Linked DNA regions of Arabidopsis thaliana: all the other regions are linked to region 2. A link is a contact called in public capture Hi-C data. All regions are on one chromosome and are shown on one strand. The core of a region is the stretch at or near the end of the contact, and the rest is flanking DNA. Distances in the headings are between cores, read along the strand shown. Region 1 holds the start of ZF14 (MATE efflux family protein). Region 2 holds the start of AT1G08297 (a long non-coding RNA gene). Region 3 holds the start of NAC025 (NAC domain containing protein 25).

What was found. Capture Hi-C pulls out chosen DNA fragments and counts their contacts.
Region 1: a contact with region 2 is called in a capture Hi-C map of seedling, with 2.6 times the contacts expected there. A contact is called at or near these places in 3 of 26 Hi-C or Micro-C datasets (callus, root and seedling) and 2 of 3 other capture datasets (root and seedling).
Region 3: a capture Hi-C map of seedling shows a contact between it and region 2, with 2.4 times the contacts expected there. A contact is called at or near these places in 2 of 26 Hi-C or Micro-C datasets (callus and root) and 2 of 3 other capture datasets (root and seedling).

The regions. Positions count from the first base shown.
Region 1 is chr1:21,651,334-21,654,469 of TAIR10.1, forward strand. It overlaps ZF14 (MATE efflux family protein), which reads left to right and starts at 1,655. Exons shown (of 2, transcript NM_104614.5): 1 at 1,655-1,990; 2 at 2,348-3,136. The coding sequence starts at 1,829.
Region 2 is chr1:22,127,121-22,130,478 of TAIR10.1, forward strand. AT1G08297 (a long non-coding RNA gene) reads left to right here and starts at 1,751. Exons shown (of 1, transcript NR_139405.1): 1 at 1,751-2,081.
Region 3 is chr1:22,514,928-22,518,163 of TAIR10.1, forward strand. NAC025 (NAC domain containing protein 25) reads left to right here and starts at 1,675. Exons shown (of 3, transcript NM_104792.3): 1 at 1,675-1,989; 2 at 2,134-2,441; 3 at 2,652-3,236. The coding sequence starts at 1,803. The coding sequence ends at 3,128.

The DNA of each region.
Region 1 (3,136 bases), core at 405-2,904, 480 kb before region 2:
CGTTTTAATTAATTGTAATCATTTGATAGAAAACAAGCTATTTTAACATTAATAAGTTATATATAATAAATAAGTTACTATTAATATTTTACATTTACTTTTATAAAGATTTATTTATTTTAAATAGTTTTTAGGTTTCATGGTATGGTGGCAATGAACATGCTTTCAAGCCATTTTCTGCATAATAGTGTTTAACATTACATTACATTACATATATTCATTAAACCTAAATGTTAAAATTATATATGCTAAAGTTGCAATAGACATGCAATTTGAAATTGGAAGAAAATGCTAAATTAAATCTCATGCCATTTTACAGCATAATTTGATATTTTAGACATAGGAAAAACTTAAATTTTATCTTGATTGACTAGGAAAACTTAAATTAACCGTTAGTGCAAAAAAAGAAAGGATTATCTTCACAGAAAGTATATAGACTAATCTAGTGCAGTTTCCTGTTTGACATCATTACACCTAACCTTAAAATTTTCGGAGTTATAAAATAGGACCGACCTCTGTTTCTAAATGTTTCAGCGGAATTAAAGAAAAACAAAATGGCATAAAATTTGTAATTGTGTCACAAATCACAAATGATATAAAATTTCATTTTTTATCAAAAAAAAAGAAAAAAAAAGAAAAAAGAAGGAAAAAAAAAAAGAGAGAGGCAAAATTGGCATATTAATAGGACCGACCTTAGTTGGTTTTGTTTGTTTTTAATATTTGCTATGGAGTATGTGTTTTAGCAAAAACAAATCATAAATGTATATACATTGTTAAGTGTATAAAAATTGTAAATCCGTAAAATTTGAGTCAAATAGCATACAATATCTATAAATGCCATAAAAATGTAAAATTCATTTAATTATAAATCTAAATCCTAACTACTATTATATAAATCCAAACCGATATATAATCTCGTTTAATTAGAAAATTTAAAACCTTTATTATCTTTTATAAACCTAAATCAATATTTAAACTTGTTTAATTGTAAAATTTAAATCTGTTTATAAACTCAAACCGATATTCAATCTCATCAATCATAAAATTGAAATCTTAACTTTTTCTTATAACTGATATATAATTTTTTTATGGCAAATTATATTTTCTAATTAAATTAATTTAATATTATTTATTAGGTGGTAGATTTTGATTGGCTAGAATAAAAAAGTTCACCCAAGTATTTTTCAAAACAAGTACTAACCCCATCAACTTATGTGACCAACCGTTATTGAATAAATGCTTTTTATCCTCTCAGCCTAAGAGGTAACAACAGCCTGATATTCTAGCACTTAGGACGACTGTGAATTCGCCAGCCGACATAACCGAAAGAGTTCAATATATAGTGAAGCCCAAAGTTGAGTTAAAGATTAGGAAAGAGATTTGCTATTATTAAAGGTAATGCGATGTATTTTAAAATAGTTAACTAAACCAATTTTTATGTCTTTCTTCAAAAGTGAACTCTTGAGCTATCCTAAACCTGTGTGTCGTTCTTCTCACAGACTTATTTGGTGGACACACGATTTGTTTAGTCAAAGCAAACAAAAAAAGTCCCACTTCCCTATTAGAAAATCAATTCTTTGTTAAAAAGAAATTAAAACTAATTTTCGCCACGTGTAGAAACGATATCGCTTCTTTACAACTATAAATAGTCAGCCTTTCTCCTCCAAAAGGCCCAACCAATTCCATATTAAAAATATTAGTTCCTCTCGGTTCCTTTTATCATTTGCATAAAATCGTTTTGCCTCCAAAAGACTAAAAGCTCTAGACTTTGTCTCTTTGTCCTTTTATCTCTACTCCCAACAAAACCAGTTTACTCCTCTTAAGAATCATGTGTAATTCAAAACCATCTTCTGCTTCATCTTCCTTATTATCTTGTAAAGACAAAACCCATATCTCAAAACTCGAAACCTGTGATACAGATAATCCTCATTATTCTGAATTCAGGGATACTGATTCTCTAGACCTTAAAAGATGGCCAAGTTTTCTGGAGGTAAATTATTTCTTTTTTTTTCCTATACGTAAATGTTTGTTTTTTTCTACATAGATATGAACATAATAATTCAAGAATCTAGTTCTTGACAAAACTAGATTGTACGAACTATACCAAAAGCATATATACATATACATATATATAAATAGAAACAACAGTTTCGCAATCCTTTTTATATATATACCTAAATCTTTGGTCCCGGTTGGTGATTTGGTTTTGTCATTTTTTTATAAAGGTTTAAGATAAGCTTTATTTGATTAATATAATTAACCATTAACCAGGGAAAAGAAAAAAACGATCTACTGACGTGGACGGTTCTTGGTCTTGACTTTTCTTTTCTTAATTATCTGGCGGCAGGGCTTAGAGGAAGTGAAGGCGATCGGAAAAATCTCTGGGCCGACGGCGATGACCGGGCTTCTTATGTACTCAAGAGCGATGATATCGATGCTGTTCTTAGGCTACCTCGGTGAGCTTGAGTTAGCCGGAGGATCTCTCTCCATAGGCTTTGCCAATATCACCGGCTACTCCGTCATCTCCGGTTTGTCCATGGGGATGGAACCAATCTGTGGCCAAGCATACGGAGCTAAACAAATGAAGCTTTTAGGACTAACCCTTCAAAGAACCGTCCTCCTACTCCTCTCCTGCTCGGTCCCTATCTCCTTCTCGTGGCTCAACATGCGCCGAATCCTCTTATGGTGCGGCCAAGATGAAGAGATCTCCTCTGTTGCTCAACAGTTCCTTCTATTCGCCATCCCTGACCTCTTCCTTCTCTCTCTGCTTCACCCTCTTCGAATTTACCTCCGAACACAAAACATTACATTGCCCGTGACTTACTCCACGGCCGTGTCCGTTCTCCTCCACGTTCCTTTGAACTACCTCCTAGTGGTGAAACTTGAGATGGGAGTAGCGGGAGTCGCTATAGCTATGGTTTTGACAAATCTCAACCTTGTAGTCCTCTTATCCTCTTTTGTGTATTTCACTAGCGTGCATAGTGATACATGGGTCCCAATTACTATTGACTCTCTTAAAGGTTGGTCGGCTTTGCTCTCACTTGCCATACCCACTTGTGTATCTGTTTGTTTGGAGTGGTGGTGGTACGAGTTTATGATCATTTTGTGTGGACTTTTGGCTAACCCAAGAGCCACC
Region 2 (3,358 bases), core at 501-3,000:
TATTATTAATAACAAAAATCCAAAATAAAGAAAAGTGGTCCAAAATTTTTGGATCAAGACAAATATATTTCATTCACTCTGAACTATAACTAGCCACAAAGAGTTGAGCATGATATGACTTGTAGCCCAAATTATCGTGGAAGAAAATAGCTCTATATTGTATACACATATCACAAGATTCCCTTCCTATATGTGTTAACATCACTTAATTTTTAATATGTCTGGACTCTAACTCATAATTGACAATTCACAAAAAAAGGAAGGTAAAACAGTCTACATATACAAAATATTGTTGTATACGGCAGGTAAATATATACTTATTTAAATTTTAAACTCTTATCAGAACTTTAAACTGAACTAGATTAACATTAAATAAACTAGTTAGTGTTTTTTAATTTCTATAAAAAACATCTTGTGTTATGCTAAAAAGCTTTCTTTATTTTTGCTTTGTATATTTGCATATTCCATGGAATTTATGCATGTTTTGAAATGAAGATGGGTTTGATGAGAAGATAGAATAGAAGAGGATATTGCCTACACTGTGACCATGTCTCCCATGTGCCATCCTTTCTGTAAAGAAAATGGAAAATTAAAACAAATACTATATTTTATGCTAAGCAAAGCAAATCAAGTGCTTTGACATTTGAAATGACATATTGATTTTTGTAATCCAAAAAATTATTAAATTAATAAAGTGTTGAAAACTATGCGAGGGTATCTTTGCCCAAAGTCCTTGGTTGGTTGTTAGGGAGAAGAAATGCTTACCAAAGTATATATCACTAAGCTTTCTTTGGCCCTTTGAGGAGGACAATGCACTAGCCACCTTACTACTATTATGGATACCTATACCACAACTAATGTTTCATTCATATGAAAACATACTTTCCAATAATTTCCATTACCATTATTTTTTTATATAGGTATAAAAGAAAACTGGCATTGTGTCTATAACTAATAGTTTAATATTGGTGAAGGTTCGAATCTTTTTAGTTTTTTTTTTTATCAGGACGCTTTTACAAACCCTTTATAAATAATATTAACTTATAGAACTTTCGAAAAGAAACAAAATTGAGGTAGTTAAAAATAACTATGGTATTTTTGAAACACAAAAGTAAAAAATTGGTAGCTTATACAAATTGTCTCATAGGTGTTTTAAAAATCTGAGTTTTAAACACATTGGTGCAATGGTCGAATGAAAAAGAAAAAATATATATATATAAAGCGAAAAGGAAAACTAAAAGCAAGAATCAAATCAAAAAAAAAAAAGAGTATGAGAAAAAGGAAAAAGTAAGAAGATAGTTGTGGAAGTGATGGATCCAATTATAAGTGTCTCTATCTTAAAAAAAGACCCCACATTAAGAGATCTCAGTCATATTGTCCTCCAACCCATAGGAGCTTTAAGATGTTTGTTACCTCTTTTCCTTTTCTCTATCATTGTTTGTCCCTTTCATAGATCTATTGATTTCACACTCTTATATCATCATTTCCCCACCTCTTTCTCTCTACCCACGAGTATGTTACATCTTGATGATGATCCATCATAAACCCGAGGTTAATCTTCGTATTAACAATTCCGATTTGCAGTCCTTTTTTTTAAAAGTTTATCGTATATGTGGGTTTGAATTTTATAGGTAATGAATCCAGTTAATCTTTAATGTTTTGTATACTTAATAAAACCAAATATATGCCTTAGAGCCTTTAAAATGAGTAGTTATAAAAGTATCTACAATTGAATTCTTGTACACTATAGATGGTTCATAGTTCCTCCTCTAGCTCTATGCATAGCAATTACACACTATACAACGTACACAAGTACGTACACATATTTCAGTATGATATGTATATGTATGTGTGTGTGTGTGTAGCAATATCTCTTTAGGTGGACACCGTTGGTGTCGCGCATGACTTTGTAGATTCCAATAATGTTTTGATGAGTACTGTTTCGAATCTCATACTTAATATTGTTCCTGCTGTCATGCACAAATGAAATAACAGTTATCTTTAAATAATATTTTGATAAATCTCTCCTTCACACGATGATAAATTTATTAATGCTTCGTGGACCAACTTCGTTTCAGAGTTGTCTAATTCATATATTGAAATTTACGGAAAGTGGGTGTTCTCCAAAATTTTTGATAAATCGCTTTCTCTTTTTGACCTTATAAGCCAAATAAAGTTAACTTTTAATGTGTTATTTTCCTTGTTTAAATTAAAAGATCAACAAATTTTTCGGTTTTAAGAGCATCTCCATTAGTTTATATACTCCTATAGATATCTCAACACAAGAATATTAGTATTTTATATAGTTTAATTATATATTTAATTTTTTATTATTTTAATTTAAGATAAGAACCAATTAGGAAAAGACAAGTGTAGTATACAACTATACATAGGTTCTCAAATAAGAACCTCTCTCTATCTCCTTCATTTTTTTTTCATTATTCTAGTGGGAGAGTATCTCATTGAGATACCCCAATGGAGATGGCCTAAATAATCTGATTATGCATAAAGAAGTTTCCTTTAACTTAAAAATAAATAAATCATTTAACCTTTTTTGTGGGAATGTTACAAAAGATTAGAAAAAATGTAAAAGTTAGTATTATACCATCTTGTAAAATCATAGAGATATTTGTAATAAAAACAAAAATACTCCTACATTAATACGAAAAAAACTTGCTGACTTAAAATCCAAGTAGAATATCTTATACGTCATTTTAGGGGATTTATTTTTGTTAATTGAAAGCATAAATTATTTTAAGATCGGAAGTCTTGGGAAAATACTTCATTCACAAACTACACTCTTAAATAGACAGTGATAAAAGCAAACTTAATCATTGTAAAAATTATATACATGAAATATCTAGTTTTTATGTAAACTGTAATACTAATAAACTGTAAGTTTTGATGAAGTTCACTGCCAAATATGTCTAAAGATGATCTCATTTCTTAATTTAAAGAAAGAGTATGTGTTTTCAAGAATAATTGTAAATAACGTTTTGATTTGTTTAAGCTTAACTGTCTTAATTAAATTATATAGCTAAAAGAGAAGGAGGACAAGAAAGGCTTTCACGTGATGCTTTGGGAGTTTTAACATCTGCAGCTAAGGTTCATTTCCTTACTGCCTTTCTTACACTTGACCAACTTCTTGTCCACAATAAGACCTCTCTATCATTCTGTTTCAAACCACTTTATTTTCTGTGTTTTCTTCTTCCATTCGAATTGCTAAAAGTATACTAATAGAGCTTATTTATGTTTAAATATCGACCAACTTTTCTCATCAGTCTTAGATTTTTATCTATATGTTTTTAGTATATGAAATTGTGAAAACTACTATTCTTGTATGCTCCAATCACCATAT
Region 3 (3,236 bases), core at 425-2,924, 390 kb after region 2:
TTCTCGTGTGGTTTGAAGAAAAGATTAAAAAAAAACCTTCAAAGACGTACATATACTTTTGAATCAAAAAATATTTGTTAGTTATATTTGCGTCAAAAAGTATTCGCTACTTTTCCTTTGTTCTTTTTTATACTAAACCCCGTTGAAAGAAGTAAGTAAAAGTGTAAACATCTTTGAAACGGTCACCATCTCAAAAAGTAACATAGTAAAAGCAAAGAGAAATGACCAACTGTATCTAGAATAAAGATATTAAATCAAAATACAAATTCATCAATAAAATTAAATTTCATATTAACTCAGATATTAAATTTAAATAGACACACCAATTTCTTAGGAAGATATATGTTTTGATGTTTTCAGTTTAGTCAACAGCTTATATATAAATAAAACGGTTTAAAAAAAGTTATAAAAAGGTGGTACAACGTAACATAACTAACCAGTCCGCTTTGATATGTTTTGATGTTTATATTTATTTAATCTTTAATGGCCATTTGTATTATATCGTAGTTTTTACTCTCGTTAATTTTATAAGTGAAATACTAAACTATTTTGTTCGTACAGAAAAAAAAGAGACGAAATATATATAGAATTAATGTTCGAGATGTCGGGGCTGGGCTGGGCTGGGAGTGGACAGTAATCTGAACCACAACCGTGTGTAATACTAATATATGAGTCTCCTCGAATCCTCTCATGGAACAGTTGGAAGAAGAAGAATTTGGAGAGTTTGCTAACATAGTGTCAAAAAGAATTGTCACAACTCACAAGAATGAAGAGGGGGAAGAAGAAGAAATTTCTCAAAAATTTAGCCATTAGAGGCCTAAAATCCTAGCCTAGTCCATATCTCAGAAGCAAATCCTCAATTCTATCACCCAAACTCTTAAAGTTAGGCTTCAAAGGAATTTAGATGAAAGGATCATGGGCCTTACCTTTTGAGTCTTAGCATCGCATGCATGCCTATGGCCGGGCCTACTACTATAGGATGAGGTCCACTAGATTCAATCTATATCAAGGTGAGCCAGTCTTTTTATACCACGTCCTAGTGATGTCCACCGAAATGTAACAAAACATCCTAGCAGACCCCATGACCTCATATCTCCTGACTCCTGATAAAGTCACCTCACCATATCTCTTGAACAATGTCCTTCGACGACGAAGAATCTTCGTACACCTCGTGTAGTTCCATGCAACGAGTCGATCGATTCCTAAAAACATCATCAGTAATTTGAAACTCTTGATTATTGATAATATTACTAACTTGGAAAATTATGCTAGTACCCAAAGTTTATACATGTATATATATATATATATATATATATATAACTACTACAGTCGACTATTTGGATTTTCTTTGTATTAATTATCTTCATAGTTTACTAGAGTTCAATTGCGAACGAAAAACACATTTTGGTAACACGATAATTTTTTAAAATATATTTATAGAGAATTCCCACATTTCTAGTTTTTATAAAATCTTACACAAAAACCAAAATGAGGTATGTGCGTGATGTGTAGCATAAGAAAGGCATGACATAAGGCAGTTCGAAAAAACCCTGCCTTTTCTCCAAAATTTAATGCCCATTGGCCGCTAATTTTGGGCCCTACGATTAGCCACGTGTAATTTCCTCGTCGAGGGACCCAGTTCGGTACTCATATGCTCACACAAACCTAACACCTATTTCTTCTCGCATCTTATATGAAACACATTCACTCTCCAAAATAATCTATACTTTTCCTACATATTCTCTTGACGATCATGAGACTGATTTCGTGAAAATATCGTCATTATATCAAATTAGAAGTTGATGGAAAACATGGGGGATTCGAGCATAGGGCCGGGCCATCCGCATCTCCCTCCCGGGTTTCGGTTTCACCCGACTGATGAGGAACTAGTAGTTCATTACCTCAAGAAGAAAGCAGATTCTGTTCCACTTCCAGTCTCAATCATCGCAGAGATTGATCTTTACAAGTTTGATCCTTGGGAGCTTCCAAGTATTTATATTTCCTAATTTATGCTTTAATGATATGATTAAAATGTACGATTTAATTTTACTATGACCACTGTAATCTAGCCACTATTTAAATTTGGTATATATAGTAACTATCTTGTGGATAATAATATTTTGAATGGTTTAGGCAAGGCGAGTTTTGGAGAGCACGAGTGGTACTTCTTTAGTCCTCGGGATCGGAAGTATCCAAATGGGGTTAGGCCAAACCGGGCAGCAACTTCCGGTTATTGGAAAGCAACGGGAACCGATAAACCGATATTTACGTGCAATAGTCACAAGGTTGGTGTCAAGAAAGCGCTTGTTTTTTACGGTGGAAAGCCTCCTAAAGGGATAAAAACAGATTGGATCATGCATGAATATCGCCTCACTGATGGTAACCTTAGCACTGCGGCTAAGCCGCCTGACTTAACCACGACAAGGAAAAACTCACTACGGGTATGTGAAAAATGATATTAACCAAACTCACTAAGCCACCATTATACACTACTATTTTAATCTACAATATTGTTTCACGTGGGAAAATCATACCAAAATCTTTTCTTTTTTGGGAAAACTCAAGATACTCTTCTGGTTGGATTAATGCGACTGACATTATTATTATATAGTTTGGTGTGTTGATTTGTACCACAAATCAAAATTTTGCAGCTAGACGATTGGGTTCTATGTAGGATCTATAAGAAGAATAGTTCACAAAGACCAACAATGGAGAGAGTATTACTTAGAGAGGATCTAATGGAAGGCATGCTCTCAAAATCATCTGCTAATTCTTCTTCTACATCAGTACTAGACAACAACGACAACAATAATAACAATAACGAAGAACACTTTTTCGACGGTATGGTCGTTTCTTCAGACAAACGTTCCTTGTGTGGTCAATACCGAATGGGCCACGAGGCCTCAGGATCATCTTCATTCGGATCTTTCTTATCGAGCAAGAGGTTTCATCATACAGGTGATCTCAACAATGATAACTACAATGTCTCTTTTGTTTCGATGCTTAGTGAGATTCCTCAGAGTTCGGGGTTTCATGCAAATGGTGTTATGGATACGACGTCGTCTCTAGCTGATCATGGGGTTTTAAGACAGGCGTTTCAGCTTCCTAACATGAACTGGCACTCATAATCTATATAGATATATATGTGTGTATCATATATGTATCTATGCAGGCCTAATATAGTTTACACATAAATCATCTGGGAATATATATATACAAGTACGCGGTCTTACAAA